2 separate regions of the Zea mays genome follow, and region 2 is linked to region 1. The links are chromatin contacts, called in public Hi-C maps. All regions are on one chromosome and are shown on one strand. The core of a region is the stretch at or near the end of the contact, and the rest is flanking DNA. Distances in the headings are between cores, read along the strand shown.

Region 1 (2,700 bases), core at 2-2,501:
GCCCTGTTGTTTATCCTCTAGATTATATAATTCAGCTCAAATAAGTTAATAGACAAACGAACTACATAGATTATTAGGTGGATTATATAATCAAGATACTTAAATTATAATAATCTATAAATAGGTCATTAGATGCTTATATAATCTTATAAGCTGAATTATATAATCATATAAGGAAACAAACAGAACCCAAGTCGTTGGATGGATGGTTTTGCACCTCGAAACACTGTTGCGTGCCGGTTTATCCACAGGTTCAGCAACATAAATGGATGACGGTGTTCCTGTGCTGATATGCGATGTGGGAACGAAGGCAGCTTAATCTCCCAAGGTCTGCTGGTCGTCAGATGTTCGGTTGGGGCACCGCCAAACTCGTGCCAGAACGAGCGGGCGATTGGGCATCTGAAGATTATGTGATAGCTGTCTTCATCAGATTGTTGACACAGATCGCGAGTAGGGCTTATGTCCATGCCTTTTTTTTTTCTAATCAAGTTCCCCTTGTGGTTTTTATCAAGGAATATTTGTTAAATATCAAGGAATACAATGACTTTTACAAAATATGACTAATTTTACACAAAACAACCTCTAAAAGACACCATTACAAGGCTTTGAAGACCCTAGTACTGTCAATCTGCTAGAGGGTGTTATTATGTCCAATGTATGATGATGCTTTTGGTATGTATTCTGTCGTATTTTGTTTGTTGGTTGTACTGCAGATGATAAATACAAACTTGTAATAATGTCCACATGGCTGATGAGATTTTGTACGTGAGGCCGTTCGTGCCTAGTGTTGGTAGCTACGAAGAAAATTGTGCTTCTCCCGAGATGTGTAAACAAGATCGACTGAACCCCGACACGGTGCAAACGCTGTGATGCTGCACCTAACTTACAAGAGTGAAGAAAGAAACAGAGATGAAAAGGAAAAGAGGAACACGAGAGAGTTGGCCGGCTAGGTGTGGCTGGCTCCGATCCATTCTAGTTCCCTGAGTTGGGTGCCCGCTGTTATGTTAGATAGACCCACCGAGAGGAACAGTGTGTACACCGAAAAAAGGAGACGCTTGAGAGGGAGAGCTGATTACACAGCAGGATAGCGAGAGGGAGTCAGATAGAGATAGAGCTGGAGGCGAGGGCGGGCCCCGATACCCGCGGCCGGCCGTGGCCAGAGCGTTGGAGGGGAACCACCAGCCACCTCTATTCTATTTAAGCAGCCCCCCTGCTTCACTCGCTCATCACTCACCAAGAACCAGAGAGGAGCTTCATCAGCTCATTCAATTCTCGTTCCATCCCTCGTCTCTTGTGTCCCGCCTCCGTTCCATAATTCACCAGCGTCGTCCTACCCATATCTCCCATCGTCTTCTCCCTCGCGCCATCAGCTTCCCCAAGCCAGCGGCGACCATGATCTCCCCGGACACCATCCGCACGGCCATCGGCGTCATCGGTGAGTAATCGTCAATACCTGCGCGGACTGTACCGTACCGTACCGTACCTCTGCATAGAACGCGCATATACGCACAGAGCATGCTGCAACATGTATGCAGCAGAGAAGGCCAGCCTGGAGCCTGCTGGTTGCTTGCTGCCTCCCTTTGGTAGATGGCACTAGCAGGTCATGTGGGTTGCCGGGCTGTTTTCATGCTCCAGCCTTCCTGCCTGCACGCGCTCACTTCCTCCTTTATTAGTTTCTATCCACCTCTTTTTTTCCTTTTGCCAAGCTTTGCACATGCATGTCTAGAATTCCAGATGTCCTCGTCACAAGCTCTTTTTCATATCCTTGTCAATGAAGCCTTAACCTATTAATTCCCCGGGTTTCCTGGAGATCTAAACATTTTTGTTTCTCATACTAGCTTGGTCATGTTTTTTTTCACTACAGTATGATTCAATTGCAGAGTTCGTTCTTGCGTCAAGCTGGTTATTAAATATTCACCTCTCTGTTAATTTTTTGTTTTTGTCTACTATTTGTTGCAGGCAATGGAACTGCACTCGTGCTCTTCCTCTCCCCAGTGTAAGAATCAATTCATTCATTTTGTCTCTCAGTACAGTAAGAAACAAAAAAAAAAATAAGTTTTAAAAAACATGCAACAATATAATCATAGTACTAGCTAGTACGTGCGCATACATACATACAATTCGACAATTCGTACGACGTATGCATGGCATGTATGAATGCATATATAACACTCACATATATATACATGTGACGTACAGGCCTACGTTCATCCGCATCTGGAAGAAAGGGTCGGTGGAGCAGTACTCGCCGATCCCGTACGTGGCGACGCTGCTGAACTGCATGATGTGGGTGCTGTACGGGCTGCCGGCGGTGCACCCGCACAGCATGCTGGTGATCACCATCAACGGCACCGGCATGGCGATCCAGCTGACCTACGTGGCGCTCTTCCTCCTCTACTCGGTGGGGGCTGCGCGGCGCAAGGTGGTCCTGCTGCTGGCCGCCGAGGTGGGCTTCGTCGGCGCCGTCGCCGCGCTGGTGCTCAGCCTGGCGCACACGCACGAGCGCAGGTCCATGGTGGTCGGCATCCTCTGCGTCCTCTTCGGCACCGGCATGTACGCCGCCCCGCTCTCCGTCATGGTACGTACGCGTACGTACGTATATATATATATACGAACGACTCTCGCCCTCCTGTCGGCCGGCCGGCGGCGGCTCTGTCGTCGGCATCAAGGGCTTCGATTCTTTATGTTGGAGAGAATATG
Region 2 (2,700 bases), core at 128-2,627, 400 kb before region 1:
AGCTTTGTGTGGAATGTGGATGATGACTAAAAGTTAAGAGAGCGTTCAGAATATGGTCTTCAGGATAGAGGGTGGCATCAAATTCGTCTTGTCAGCTGGACGTTACTCCATTATTAGTTTGACTGAGACTACGAGGTTTTTTTTTGTGTGTGTAAGGGGGGTCCTAGCTTAGTTTTTGAGAGGTTTTTGGGGTCCTAGCTGCGAGAACGGCAGCCACATCGGCCAGCTCTGCTGAGAAATAAAAGGCCGGGGCCGCGGATGAATTAATGCAGCTCCGTTGCCTTGCCCCCAACTACATCAACTGGATAAGGTAAAGAAGTTGTTTATTATGCAATGTTATTAGCGTGGACTCAACGTAAGCATGCATGCAAGATAAAAAAAAACTGTGAGAAGCTAATTACTACTAAATTATGTTGGGTGACAAGTGCTTGCCCATTGACACTGCCTGCATGCTTCCCAACTATAAGTGCATGTCACGCATGTATGACAAAAAAGCGCACAGAACACACGTGTACGTGGAGCCCAACAAGATCACACCGGTAACTAAAATAACTTGGTGTGGAAGCGAATCGTGATATCGATCGATCTCACCGAAAGAACAAATACCTTGCTTAATCCGTTGTTTATTTTCGATGGCTAATGACCGGTAGAATCATGATTATACGTGGGACCGTGCCTTGTCAGACTGATGGCTACACCACCGTATCGTTGGATTCTTCTCCAAATCTCACATGGTCTTGCCCATTAAACAATTTCTGTTACTTTAAGTGTTAGCTAGTTGCTATCAACATCATGGTCTTTACTGCAGGATTTGCAAAAAAACCTCGTCGTTTCACTGAGGCCATGTTTGTTTTATTCTAAGATTATATAATCCACTTTATGGATTATATAAATACCTATGATTATTGTAATCTAGGCATCTAGATTACATAATACACAATAATCTGTGTTGTTTGTTTACCTCTCAACTTATTTAAACTAGATTATATTATTTAAATGGTAAACAAACAGGATCTAAGTTTCGTGTGTTGTTTGGGTAGCCAGCGAAAATTGGACAATCTTTTGTCGACCGAAGTATAGCCCACAGAAATAAAGCAATTTTCAGAACAACAGGACCGACTAAAATTCCTTTAGTGCTTGTTTGGCAACCTTATTTTACCAAATAATTTCCATTTTACCAAAAAAATTAGTTTATTTTCCCTTTAAAAAATTACCAAACTAGCCCTTACATGGGCCTAATTTTGCATAGTGTCGGAATTTGAGCACACATGGTCGATTGAAATTACATCCCTTTGACCACAGGTATGCCCTCACGCGTCAATGACGTCTACCACATGCCCGCACTGCACCCATCGCCTCGTACACCACCGTGACTTGTCACCACAGCCAACCCACTTAGTCCTTTCAGTTGCATTTGGATTAGAGGAAATTGAAGGAATTACATCTCTTTCTATATAATTTTAGATACGAAAAGATTTAATTCTTTTTAATCTCCCTCAATCCATCACTAGTAAACAAGCCCTCAACCATATGCACGGCCCTAGCACAACTCCCAAACCTTCTTAGACCCTCCAACATCTAGCTCAACCACCCTGCTCTATCGCCCATGCAGATCCAATCGTCCCACCCGATCGCGTGGCCATGCCAGTCTTGGAGCCTTGCTTGTGCAGTCCATCCACCCACGTTGGTGCCACCCCTACCGCCCGCCCGCCCTGCTCAGGAATGTGCTGTGCTTGAGTCTATGTCATAATGAATATAATTTTCATTAGTTGGCCATGTAATATATGTTTCTTAAGCTAATAAATATTATTTATTAAGTGATTAGTTTACTTATTAGTATATTAGTTTGGTAAACCTGTTTCCTTTGATGTATTGGATGATTAGTTTTTAAGTTAATTAGTTTGAATATTTCGATAATGTCAATACGTTTTTTATTTTTCAATACTAATAGATAGATTGAGAAAAACATGACAAATGGGCATATGGAAATCATGCAAAAGCATGGCAAAAAAGAGAAGAACTCCACAACATCTTAAGATCTTGTGAAGAGGAATCATTGAAGGTGGTAAAAAAAGTTATCCACATACTTTAAGGGTGTGCCCGAGCACTCTTTATCCACCCCTCACCCATATTTTATGACTAGTGAAATTGGCATGGCAAATTATGGCGGAACCGTCCGAATTATTCCAACTTAAGTGCCTAAGTCCCACCTTAAAGGCTAGACTACACTTAAATGGGAATAAAACGTCAGTCCCTCGGATCTAGTCCGACAAGGCCACTACCAGGATCAAGTACCACGTACTCACTCGATGGTGAGGCACAGAGCAAATACAATAAAAAATAAAACCATACATTAAGGAGTATTAAATTTATTACAACATCATCAGAGTTTAGCAAAAGCAGTGATCATTGTTCAGAATGCAGCGGAATAAACTAACAGAAAATAAACTGAGAGATGGGGAAGCCTGTCTCATCACTCCTCATGCTCCTCCTCTGCCAAGTCACTCCACCAACCATGTCCTCCAGAGAACCTGTAAAATTATGCCACAAGCAAGGCTGAGTATACTAATACTCAGCTAGACTTACCCGGTGTGAGGAGTCTACTCCTCTACCTCTAGACATGCAGCTGTTTGGCTGAGGGGTTGGGTTTGCCAAAAGCGCTAGATGAGTCTAAAATCAAGTTTTAGCTTTTCAAGTTTT

What was found. Hi-C and Micro-C count contacts between places; a contact is called where the count stands out from the background.
Region 2: a Hi-C map of tassel shows a contact between it and region 1, with 2.4 times the contacts expected there. The contact joins the enhancer-like site here to the promoter of LOC100382256 in region 1. A contact is called at or near these places in 3 of 25 Hi-C or Micro-C datasets (bundle sheath, ear and tassel).

The regions. Positions count from the first base shown.
Region 1 is chr5:129,543,056-129,545,755 of Zm-B73-REFERENCE-NAM-5.0, reverse strand. It overlaps LOC100382256 (sugars will eventually be exported transporter4a), which reads left to right and starts at 1,251. Exons shown (of 5, transcript NM_001175008.1): 1 at 1,251-1,435; 2 at 1,960-1,996; 3 at 2,200-2,578. The coding sequence starts at 1,393.
Region 2 is chr5:129,944,403-129,947,102 of Zm-B73-REFERENCE-NAM-5.0, reverse strand. No RefSeq gene overlaps it. Among protein-coding and RNA genes, the nearest start is that of LOC103629915, 51 kb to the left of the region's middle. Within about 2 kb of position 1,377, at least 11 of the 20 cell types and tissues checked have an H3K27ac peak or open chromatin away from gene starts, as enhancers often do. A contact at or near this core is called in tassel, where this site is marked.